2 separate regions of the Ovis canadensis genome follow, and region 1 is linked to region 2. A link is a contact called in public Hi-C data. All regions are on one chromosome and are shown on one strand. The core of a region is the stretch at or near the end of the contact, and the rest is flanking DNA. Distances in the headings are between cores, read along the strand shown. Region 1 overlaps CCR7 (C-C motif chemokine receptor 7). Region 2 holds the start of RARA (retinoic acid receptor alpha).

Evidence for each region. A called contact is a pair of places that touch in the nucleus more often than the background predicts.
Region 1: a contact with region 2 is called in a Hi-C map of lung, with 4 times the contacts expected there. The contact joins the enhancer-like site here to the promoter of RARA in region 2. A contact is called at or near these places in 2 of 2 Hi-C or Micro-C datasets (fibroblasts and lung).

The regions. Positions count from the first base shown.
Region 1 is chr11:49,178,784-49,184,439 of ARS-UI_OviCan_v2, reverse strand. CCR7 (C-C motif chemokine receptor 7) reads left to right here. Exons shown (of 3, transcript XM_069543429.1): 3 at 1-1,693. The coding sequence ends at 781. Among named protein-coding and RNA genes, the nearest start is that of CCR7, 12 kb to the left of the region's middle. Within about 2 kb of position 3,594, the one cell type or tissue checked has open chromatin away from gene starts, as enhancers often do. A contact at or near this core is called in fibroblasts, where this site is marked.
Region 2 is chr11:48,954,382-48,960,302 of ARS-UI_OviCan_v2, reverse strand. RARA (retinoic acid receptor alpha) reads right to left here and starts at 1,470. Exons shown (of 9, transcript XM_069543413.1): 1 at 1,262-1,470. It overlaps LOC138415185 (a long non-coding RNA gene), which reads left to right and starts at 790. Exons shown (of 3, transcript XR_011247153.1): 1 at 790-950; 2 at 1,043-1,269; 3 at 4,565-5,549.

The DNA.
Region 1 (5,656 bases), core at 2,345-4,844, 220 kb before region 2:
GTCCTGGGTCTTTGGGGTCCACGTTTGCAAGCTCATCTTTGGCATCTACAAGATAAGCTTCTTCAGCGGCATGCTCCTGCTGCTATGCATCAGCATCGACCGCTACGTCGCCATCGTCCAGGCTGTCTCGGCCCACCGCCACCGTGCCCGCGTCCTTCTCATCAGCAAGCTCTCCTGCCTGGGCATCTGGATGCTGGCCATGGTGCTCTCCACCCCAGAGCTGATGTACAGCGGGATCCAGAAGAGCAGCAGTGAGCAGGCACTGCGGTGCTCCCTCATCACCGAGCACGTGGAGGCCTTGATCACCATCCAGGTGGCCCAGATGGTTGTAGGCTTCCTGATCCCCCTGGTGGCCATGAGCTTCTGCTACCTTGTCATCATCCGCACCCTGCTCCAGGCACGCAACTTCGAGCGCAACAAGGCCATCAAGGTGATCATCGCCGTGGTTGTGGTCTTCGTAGCCTTCCAGCTGCCCTACAACGGGGTGGTTCTGGCCCAGACAGTGGCCGACTTCAACATCACCAGCGGCACCAGCTGCGAGCTCAGCAAGCAACTCAACATCGCCTACGATGTCACCTACAGCCTGGCCTGTGTCCGCTGCTGTGTCAACCCTTTCTTGTATGCCTTCATCGGCGTCAAGTTCCGCAGCGACCTCTTCAAGCTCTTCAAGGACCTGGGCTGCCTCAGCCAGGAGCGGCTCAGGCAGTGGTCTTCCTGCCGGCACACCCGGCGGTCCTCCATGAGCGTGGAGGCTGAGACCACCACCACCTTCTCCCCGTAGGAGGCACCTCCACTGGGACTAGAGGGACCTCTCCCAGGGCCCCTCAGATCGGGGACACGGAGCAGAAGATCCAACAGCTGCTGAGGGAAAGGCCAGTCTGGCCATTAAGGTTTATCTCGTGGTAAAAACCTGAGCCACAGAAGAGAGAAGAACGCCTACCCTCGCTAGCTACCTCAACCAAGTCTGCAAAGAGACATGGTTGATAAGCTACCCCAGATCCTGCAACACTCCAAAACCAAGACCATTATCCTCTAAACCCCAAAACCAGAGGTGAAAGTCAAGAAACAGCTCACACCTCGCGAAGTGAAGGGGAGCAGGTGTTGGTGAGATCTAGGTGGTGGAAGGGGCCCAGCAAGTATTCCAGATCAATGTTCTTCTCAAAAGAAGTCCTCCCCAAGACTCAAGGCAAGGTCTTCCAGAGACCAGAGACCATGGGGAGATTTCTCGCCTGAGCAGGGGAACAGGGATCCCAGTGGGTCAAACTAACTCTCTGAATCCCTGCCTCCATCTCTCTTTTTCCTCTGCCATCTGAGCCAGCAAGAATCGGCAGCCTCCAAGCCTCCTAAAAGCATGCTGAGCCCTCGCCTGCCACCTCTCCTCAGGCTCTCCACGCTGAAGGGGTGTGGTGCTTCCCACAGGCCAGTCCCTGCCTAAGCCCTGTTCCCAGCCATGATTCTGGGGCAGAGATGAAGTATGGCCGGCCCATCTCAGGTCTCAGCTCAGCTCCGAAGGGAGGAGCAGGCAAGGAGAAAGGTTAAGGGCCGGGGGTGGCTGCCTGCCGCCAGCCAATGAGCTGCTGTTTTATTCTCTGCCACAGGGAGAAAACATCTCTCATCCTGTTCTGCTTTCAGTTCATTAAGAGAACACATTTTATTCATTACAAATAAAAGTTTTCCCTGGAGGAAACAACAACTTTAAAAGAAAGGGGGAAAAGTTTTTTCAGTAAATGGCAAATGAGTGTGTTCTTGTTTTGCAAACCCCACACCCCACCTGACCACCCCCACAGCCCTTTTCTCCCCCAGGCCTCATTGTTCAGAGATGCTCAGAGCCACAAGGTCTGAGCCCTTCCAATGACACAGGCCCTGAGTGGCTGAACGAGGTAGGAGGGGCAGAAGGACAGGGTGTCCAGCTTGCAAACACCTTTCCAGAGCTCACGGGACCCAAGCCTGTGCAGTCAGCAGTGATCTAGACATACAGTCTGAGCCGAGCTCTGCAAAGAACCAAGTTGTCCCTGTAACGTCTGTGCCTGGAAACCCTCCCTGACCCTTCAATCACTTTCACACTGTCCTGCTCATCTATCCCAGCTCAGTCTGGAACTGGAGCCCCTGTCCCTTAGTCAGTCTCCCCAGGCTCCCAAATGGTGTTTAGAGGGAGGACCTCCCCCGACACCCATCTGCCGAGGCATCCTGGATCCAGGGGGCTTGAGAGGGGACCCAGGTAATACATCCTGTACTGGGTGCTTGGGAGTCAGATCTGCCCTTGACCCTTCCTGGCCACTATTGCAACAATGGCCTTCCATTGTGTGGACACCCATCGTGGAGGGGAAGGGATCAAGGAACAGCCGCTGTCCCCATCACAGGCCCAGGATCCATGTCACTGGGTGTTCTGATGCCTGCCCAGTCCCCGGCTTCTCCAAGCCAGAGAGGGTAGCCCAGCCAGTGATGTATGAGGAGGTGTCTGAAGGACCTGGCGCTGTAATAGCTCAGGGTCTGGAGGTGGGAGAGAGCTGAGACACTCAGGAAAAGGTGACTCCATAATTTTCCAAAGCGAAAAGAGCCTCACTGGGAAAAGAGCCTGCCTGGAAATGAAACCCATTCTCTCATCTCATAAGCACATTGCGGTACCCTCCTCCACCGGCTGCACTGGACTTGAGCCAGGACCGGCACCCTGAGAAGGATGAGGCTGGCATGTGGAGCCATGGCACCAGCAGCCACATCAATATTAATCAGCACAGCTGCCATGATGGGAGGGGTGACCCCAGCACAGCTGCGGGCCTTGAGGGGAGCATGCCGGGACCTAAGGGTGGGAACGCTGGTGTGTGCATCCTAGTGAACTTACACGTGGGAGAATATCCTCCCTTCCTGAAGGGGAGGAATGTAACAGCGCCGTCATGAGCAGGAAGGCAGGCCAACCACACAAACACGCCACCTCGGCTTCACATACGTTTTTCTAAAATACCTCCAAGTATTTGCAAAACCCCCAGCAGTGTCCATTCCCCACAGTGCTGTGTCTCAAAGCACTGACCTCGGCTCACTGCTGGCCTGGTTGCTGCTCGGTTGCACAACGCTCTCTACCCTGAGGTGGGACGGGGGCCTAGGATGAAGGAAGGGACTCACTGGGAACACCCAGGGCCTCTCTCTTTCTCTCTCTCATCTGCCTCATGGTTCACAGCCCCACGACTCCTCCGAAACTCCTCTTATTTCCATCACCAGTGCCTTGCCCCCTCTTTCTTCTCAGGTACAACCTCAGGCTATAAATCTGACTTTTTAGCCTGAAGCTGCACATCTCTTGAACCATGGATTCATGGAGCTGCAAGGAACCTCAAAGATCAACTGGCCCAACCTCTAATCATTCTCTAGTTGGGAAAATTGAGGTCCGAGGAAGGGACTGATTTGCCTAAAGAGACACTGCAACATGGGGAAGTAGGTAAACTTGCTTTGGGGACTTGAGGATCTGGCAGGACTGCAGGAGGTGGGTGAGGGAGAGTGGAGACGCTGGAGCCTGGCCAACTTGGACTCTCATCTCTGCTGCTTCCCAGCTGTGTGACCTTCAGCTGTTGCTCAACTGCTCTGAGTCTCAGATTTCTCAACAGCAAAATGGAGAGGATTTGGCAAACATGTAGCACAATGCCTGGAATGCCTGGAACTCGGACTCTGCAGCCAGGCCTCCTGGTTTGAATCTCAGCCGCACTATGTGGGCTGGTCTCTCTGTGCCTCGGTCTTCTAATCTGTGTAATGGGGATGGGGCTTCCCAGGTGGTGCTAGTGGTTAAGAATCTACCTGCCAATGTTGGAGACGTAAGAGACGCAAGTTCAATCCCTGGGTTGGGAAGATCCTCTAGAGGAGGGCACAGCAACCCACTCTAGTATCCTTGCCTGGAGAATCCCAGGGACAGAGAAGCCTGGTGGGCTACAGTCCATAGGGTCACACAGAGTAGGACACAATTGACGTGCCTTAGCATGCACGTAATGTGGATGACCAAAGAACCTACCTCTTAGGATGGTTCTGAGCAGTAAATGAATTCCTATATGTAAAATGCTTGGAAATCCTTAAAAAGGACTGTTGGTAATCGTTAAAATGTTCAATAAATGGTAGATTTTAAAAAGTTGCTAACCACAAGGAAATCAAATTCATTTCCATCCCCCTATAGTTTATAAATCAAGCTGGAAGACAACTTTGAAATTAGTCTCTGCTTCTCACCCATTGTATGGGTGAGCCAACTGAGGCTCGGAGAGGGAAATGACTCTCCTGAGGTCTCCCATGAGCTCTAGGCAATGGTAGAACTTGATGGTTCTCAAGCTCCCATCCAGAGCTCTTCCCCCAGTCCACCACACTGGCTTGCACACATCCCCCCTCACACACACCAGCCCCATCCAAGACTGTCCAGCACTTCTTAGGCAGGCTCTGTCCCTCTTGTCCTGCGGCAGGTCCCTAAGAAGAACCTCTCCTCTCCCTCTTCAGTAGTTTCCATCCTGGCCGTTAGGCTGGGGAGAATGAAGTGCAAAAGAAATATGGCAGTGGTTCCAAAGGAAATCAGGCAACTGATTTTTTAAGAAAGAATCCGCTCTGGATGTTAGGTTCTCAGTTGCATTTCTGTGTTGAGGGTGAACAGTTTGAGGAAGAAGAAACTGGCCTCTGAGGGTAGGGGTTTAAGGCAAATGACATGGGGAGCGGGGAGCAATTCTGAGAGGTGAGCAGAAGGCGGGGGGAGGGAGGGGAGAGGTGAGTTCTAAGGATGACATAGCTGGGAGCTAGATTTGGAGAGTGTTCTCAGTGGGTAGAAAGCTACCCCCCACTACACTCACACAAACACACACAGCACGCATGCATTTCCCTGAGCCTCCCAGTCTCAGGTTGGGAAGAAGGGGCTAGGTTAGCCCTATAGACAGATGGGCCCATGGCTTTCTTTGCCAGAAATGGGTTACAAATGGCCCAGTTTCCCTGGTCTGAGCCCATAGGAAAACCCCCCAAGGAAGAAGGGGGATCTCTTCCTTAACTCAAAAGAACAACCCTGTCAGCCCTCCTAGCCCCCACCCCAGGAAAGAGGCCCTGCAGGAAGTAGAAGCCTTGTCACACACACACACACACACATCCCACACAAACCATACACACGGACACACAAACCACACACACACACACATGGACACACAAACCACACACACAGAGACACACAAATCACACAGACAGACACACAAACCACACACAAACACCAGCCTCCCTGTCACTTGTCATTTATCTTGTCTGAGGCCCAGAAAGAGATCCAGACAAGGGGCCTGCGGCAGAGAAGATTCACAGCCCTCGCTCAGCAGCCAGTGCAGCTCTACTAAGGCGTGAATCAAACTGAGCTCCTTCTCCCTCGGGCTCCTCTGCGTGCGGGCAAGTGTGTGTGGCTCGATTCAGACTTCCCGGCGGCTGTCAGCTCTCTGCCTCCCACATTCTCCACTTTGAAGGTGGAGAAACCCTTACGTTGGCCTATTGTTCGTCGGCCTCAGGGCATTCACTTGCTGGGCTGTTCAAGTGCGTCACAGTGACCACTGCAGAGCGTGCCTCTGGATTCTCATCTCTGGGGAAATAAACATCTCCCTGCAGGACAGGGCGGGGGCAGGTTTTGCCTGGTACTGAGGGTTCGTTTAGTTCCCTCTCGTGGCCGTAGGTC
Region 2 (5,921 bases), core at 221-2,720:
GGGATCATGGAGGAATACAGAACATACCCTACACCTAGATAGAGTGACCAGATAGGGGTGCGCCACCCACCCACCACACAGAGAGCTAGAGGGGTTCCCTCAAAGTGTGACCTGTCCCTTCCATGGCTCCTCAGCCCAGTCTGCTACACCCAGAGGCAATACACACACTTACACACACGGTTACTCAGACAAGTCATACACCCCTCTTGCCGACCCACCAAACCAGAATGGGATGCCCAAGATCTTCAGAGAACAAGGCCTGTCAGCCCCCCAGGAGAGGGACAAACGAGTCACCGAAAACACCAGGTATCATCCACCCCTCTCCCAGAGAGCCTGCAGGAGGGCAGAAGCTTCAGGGCAACACCAGGAGCTCGAGCTCTGAAAGCCAAGGAGCCCAGGGAGCTGGCATGGCTGGGTGGCCTCCCTGATTTGGTCCACACCCCCTTCCCCAGCCATCTGGGCTGATTCTATTCTGGCCTGGGCCGCACTCTGGGATCTCTCCCCTTCCATGCATATAGCCACCTCTATCCCAAGCTTATAGATCTTACAACCATATGGTCTACACACACACACACACACACACACACGGAGTGGGTGTGTGGGGGGCCGCTTTTCCATAGGTGTTGAGGTGTTGGCAAGGATGGGAAGGGCTCTAACCTGAAAGAACTTCCCCCCACCCCAGGGAAAGGTCACCCCCACCCCCCCCAAAAAGCTCACAATCTCCACCACCCTCCCACACAGCCTTTGGCCACTCCAACGTGCCTTGAGCCTGGAAGGGGAGACTGGTTCTACAAGGAGAGTAGGGAGTGGGGGGCAAAGTCCCGGGCTCTCAGGGGCGGGGAGGGAGGGCAGAGAGGAAGCAAGAGAGAAATCCCCAGGGAGTCTTGGCTTCCCCAGCGGTCTCCCGGTCCCGCTCCCGGTCACCTTAGCGTGCCAGTTCTCCCCTCGAGGTGAGGTGGGGGAAGGGGGATTAGGAAACACTGCAAAGGAGGGTGCGGGGTCTGGCGCCAGGGCAGACCTTACCCCCACTTTCCATTCTTAGCCGGAGAACGGGAATGCCTGAGGGGCGTGCAGCAAGGACGCCGGAGGGCGCAGGGGCTCCGAGCTCCCAGGCCCCCACCTCCCTGGACTACAGCGAGCCGTGGGGGAGGAGAGATGGGGAAAGCCTGAACTGCCGAGAGGGAAACGGTCAGATGAGAAGCGGAGAGGCCGGGCGGAAGGCGGCCGAGGCAGAATTGGGAAGGGGTGTTCGAGGTCCTACCTGCTCAGGTACGTGCCGGCGGGGGGCGATGGGGTTCCCAGGAGAACCGGGGAAGCCCTCTCAGCTCGATTCAGGATTCCCCCCTGCTTCTGGGTTAGGCTGCTGCAAGAGGCACAGGTTCCCGTTGGGTCCTAAAGCCCACTCTCCAAACTCTCCCCGCCCTCTTCCACCAGCCGTGACTGGGTCAGCGGGTGCAGAGCTGAATCGATGGGGAAGAAAGAACTCACTGGTGAAAGACGAGGTCTGAGTCATGGGCTGGGGACAGCCACAGTCCCCGGTGTCAAATACACAGCACATGGGAGATTTTAGTTGAGGATATTATGGGACAGAATTAAAGAAAACATTGCCTCTGCCTGGCCTGAACGGATGGATTTGAGCTTTGGGACTGAAGGTGGGGTTATGATGGCTTTTCTCACCACTCCCAACTAGCCTGGGATCTGGGGAAGGGGGGGTGGTCACTTTGGACAGGAGCTCACTTCTACTCTCCCCCTCCTAGACAGAGCACAGTCTCCCCTAAATGCCTAGGAGGAGGAGGTCATGCCAAGGGGAAAGAAGACACTGATTTCTAGCAAGTGGAAAGGGCAGTATGACTTAGGTAGCAATTGGAAATTGGCATTTTTATATCCTTAGACTGAGCCCTGTGTGTCTGGGAGTGTGTTGGCTTGTGCAGACATACGTAGCCAGGTGAGAGGATAAGCCGGTGGGGCTGGGAGTCTTTGGGTTACACCCTTTGGCAGGAATGGCAGCGGTCAGTGAAGGAAGGGGATGCAGAACCTAGGGGTCGACTCGGGCTCCCTACCTGGCCCTCAGTTGGGTCCTGAAGCTTTACCAGAATGAATATGTTAAAGGAGAGTATTTTCCCAGGTACTATTTAGGATAAATAGGGGGCAAGAGGGCCTCAGCATTAGATCAACTTCAAGGTTTTTGTTGTCTAGTCGCTCAGTCATGTCCGATTCTTGGTGACCGCATGGACTGTAGCCCACCAGGCTCCTCTGTCCCTGGGCTTCTCCAGGCAAGAGCACTGAGGTGGGTTGCCATTTTCTTCTCCAGGGAACCTTCCTGACCCAGGGGTCAAATCCTGTATTTTGGCAGGTGGATTCTTTACCGCTGAGCCACCAGGGAAGCCCGCAACTTCAAGGTTACAGACCCAGTTTAGAATAGCCCAAACTCTCAAAGGGAGAACTCAGGGTTGGGGGGCAAGGTGGGCCAGGAAATGTGGAGGGAAGGCCGAAGAGGGCCTGGTAAACATTTTGCAAGCACCTCCAGCAGCAAAGCAGGGGAAACGTCACAGGGTGAAGGGCCAGGGGAAGTCAGGGACAGAGTCATGGAAGGGAGAGGGCACGGCCTCTTCCTAGAAGGGGGAGAGGGTGGCAGCAGTGCCTCCACCCCTGCGTCAGTCTGGCAGGAACTGGGGAGAGGAGCTGGATGGCAGGTTTGGAGGGCCCCAGGGTGGAGCCGGTGGGGTGAGCTCAGGTCAAGCCTTTCACCCTAATGTGCCTCAGTTCTCTCCCAGCTGTTAACCAGGGCTCTGGGTTCTTCCCAGGCAGTTAATGAGTGTTTACAGAAGAGCTTGGAGATCTTCAGATCTCAGCTGGGCCACCACTACAGTTATAAAGCTCAATAAGGGCTGAGTGTCAGTGGGGAGGGGAGGAGCAGGGGAAGAGGGAAACAGACGACTCTCTTACAACCTAAGGATAAAGCCACGCTCAGAGAGCAGAGCCAGCCTCAGCTGCCACAGGATATCCTTGTGCCCAGGGATGGAGGTCACGTACCCTCATCCTTCTTACCACCACCAAAGGCTGGCCCGCAGCTAAGTGTGGGCAGAACCCAGACTACAGCCGGTCTTCATTAACTCCAGCTCTTTTTCACCCCCCACTGTGAACCCACAGCTTCTACAGGCCCAGGCTGGAGGGGCTGCCCTAGCCCGACCTCGCTGCTGACTCTGGGGTAGGGGGCACCGTACTGTAGGCCAAGCTACCAGCTGAAAATAAGGTCGAAGCAAGACTCGCTTTTCCCACTGGGAGTGAGCAGAGAGGAAAGAAAGGAGTGTGGGGGTGAGAGGGTGGAGGTGGGGGAATTTAGGGCAAACAGCAGGCAGTGAAGTCAACTGGATCTAGGCCCAGAAACCCCCACACCCTGGGGCCAAGTCTTACTCTAGCTTTGCTTCCAGCCCGGTTTTGGCTGGGCCCCAAACTAGGGAAGGCCCTGGCTGCCCCTTTCCGCCTCCCTACCCCCACCCTTATTAAATACACATTTTATCTCTCAGCATCTTCATTATCTTAACTGAAGGAGACAAGCAGTGGATGGCGGGCGGCAGAGAGCGTCAGGAGGGGGGGGCGGGTGTGGGGAGCAGGCGCACCCTTGTTGTAAAGTGCTGATGAAGCTCTTTCAGGCAGTGTGGGAAACAGAGGCGGGATCAAAGGCAGCGAGGCTGATTCAGAACTCAATTAGAGCTTTTTAAAAAAGGAGCTGGCTCCCTCCTTTTGCCAGGCTTCAGACAGCCTTTACCCAGGCCCCTCGCACCCAATTAGCTTCTACTGGGGGCCTGGGGCCGGGGTTGAAAACCAAGGGGAGGCCAGAAGGCACAGCTTCTCCCCCTGCAGACCTACTCCTTCTAAGAAGGCGGAGACCTGCTGCTGTGCGTAACTTAAAAGGTCTCGGAGGGCACCTGATCTTTTCAGGAGGAACCTGAGATCACACCTTTTCCTCAAAAGTTAAAACAGGACACCAAAGTTGGGCTCCTCCCTAACCCCTTGCCAACTAGAGGCTGCGCAGCTTCTGGCCCATCTCTGGGGACACTAGGTAACAGCCAGACAGACACCCCCTCCTCCCAGCTAGTAGGTGGGACTCTCTGCCTCAAAGGCAGGGGCTCCTGGGAGCAACATGGAAGTTGCCTCAAGCAAAATATCACATCAGAGGGAGCCACTGGAACACATCTGTGAGGCTGAAAAACACCGTGCTGCCCATGGGATGGAGCACCCCCTCTCCCTGCTCCACCTCCGTGCAAAAGCACCAGCCTGGCTGCCTCCAGATCAGAACTGTCCTCAAGATGGAGGGGAAGGCGGCATCTTACTCCATCATGGATCTGTTCACTCAACAACTGTTAATGGAATACGCCCCCGCCAAGTCTCAGGCACTGAACTAAGTGCCGGGGACAGATACAAATGTTAAAAAAGCTCTCCACCTCGGTTCTCTGTTTTGGTCTCTCTCAGTAGTCAAGGTAACCTCTCCACAGATATTTTTAAAAAGTCCCAAGTTGTATCTCCTTCCTACTTCTCAGTTTTTATTGGTGTATCTTAAAAGGGCGCAATGAGGGGGAAGAAGGAAAGAGCTCTGCCAACTTTGGATCTCTGGGCAGCTTGGACCTCACACCCTCTTGCCAGTCATCCAGCCACAGGCCAGGTCTCCCCTGAGCCAGAATTGTCAGTTGCAGCTCCGGGGTTGAAACTCAAACCAGTTTTATTGTGTCTCCGTGCGTTCCATGGCAATACCCACCAACACTCTATGGAAGCTTCCTCTGCCTCTGTGAAGAAATAAATAAACCAGGAGACAGACACACACACCCCACCACCTTCGTGAAGAAGAATGTAGGTCAGCATCTCTGCCACTACTCCATGTGAAACGGCCTATGCTCCTGGCAGAAACCAGTAACTACAAGCCCAGCCCAGCCCCCTAAAAATCCCACCGCCTTCCCAGAGCTCTCAGCTTCAGCGAGAAAAGGACTTTCTTCCTGCTGTCTGCTCCCAGGCTGTCTGCATTACATTTAAGACTCCACTGACAAACGTACATCAGCCTGTGCTCCCACAAGGGCAGCGGAAGCCAAGCAGGGACTCGAAGTCAGCTTCACGCATCGTTGACGGAACCAACCCTGTTCCAATTGCTGAAGTCTTAAGAGCAGCAATGACCTAGAAATTGACAGTGGGGGGAGAACCGAAGGGAAGTAAAACGAACTAACCAGTACACAGAAAACCCGATTTCCTAATACCAGGGGAAAGGGAGAGGAGGCAGAGGGGGGAAGAAATTTGGCCTCTTTGAATCTGCAAACGCAATCTTGGCTCAGTGCCATAGAGGATACACAGCAGCCCCAATGCGAGTCAAGCCATGTTCCCGACTCCAGCCCTACAGTTAAGAGGAAGGCGCCAAGCCTCAAACACAAGGTCGCTCCTCTTTGGGCAGGATCCTACTGTGGACACAGAACAGACAGCAGCTGCCCACAGTGTGGAAACAACCTGTAAAGCGGTCACGTCTCTTAAGGCTGCAGCATCCAATAAAACGTAATTTAAATCAAGCCTCGCATCTGTTCTCAATCCCATTCAGTCTCTGCTTTCCATCAGCCTTCGGACAATCTCTGCAATTACGCTCGTTAACCCTTATAGCCCCGGACACTTTCCAAGCTGCTAGATATGGACCTGTGTTCTCCCCTCACAAATTGACCTCAGAGGGAACAAATGCTCTAGTGAAGGAGTGTGAGACATTCAGACTCCGCTACACACACTAGCAGGTAGTGTTCATTTCAGAGGGCTCTCTCTGTGTGCCCTCCTTCTATCCTGTACCACCTGCCGCAGCCCAGATCACATTGCAAGGATACAGTGGGCAGCATGAATGAAACAGTGGCCAACTGATCATTTGTACACATATCAAGTTCTCAAACCCAAGCCAT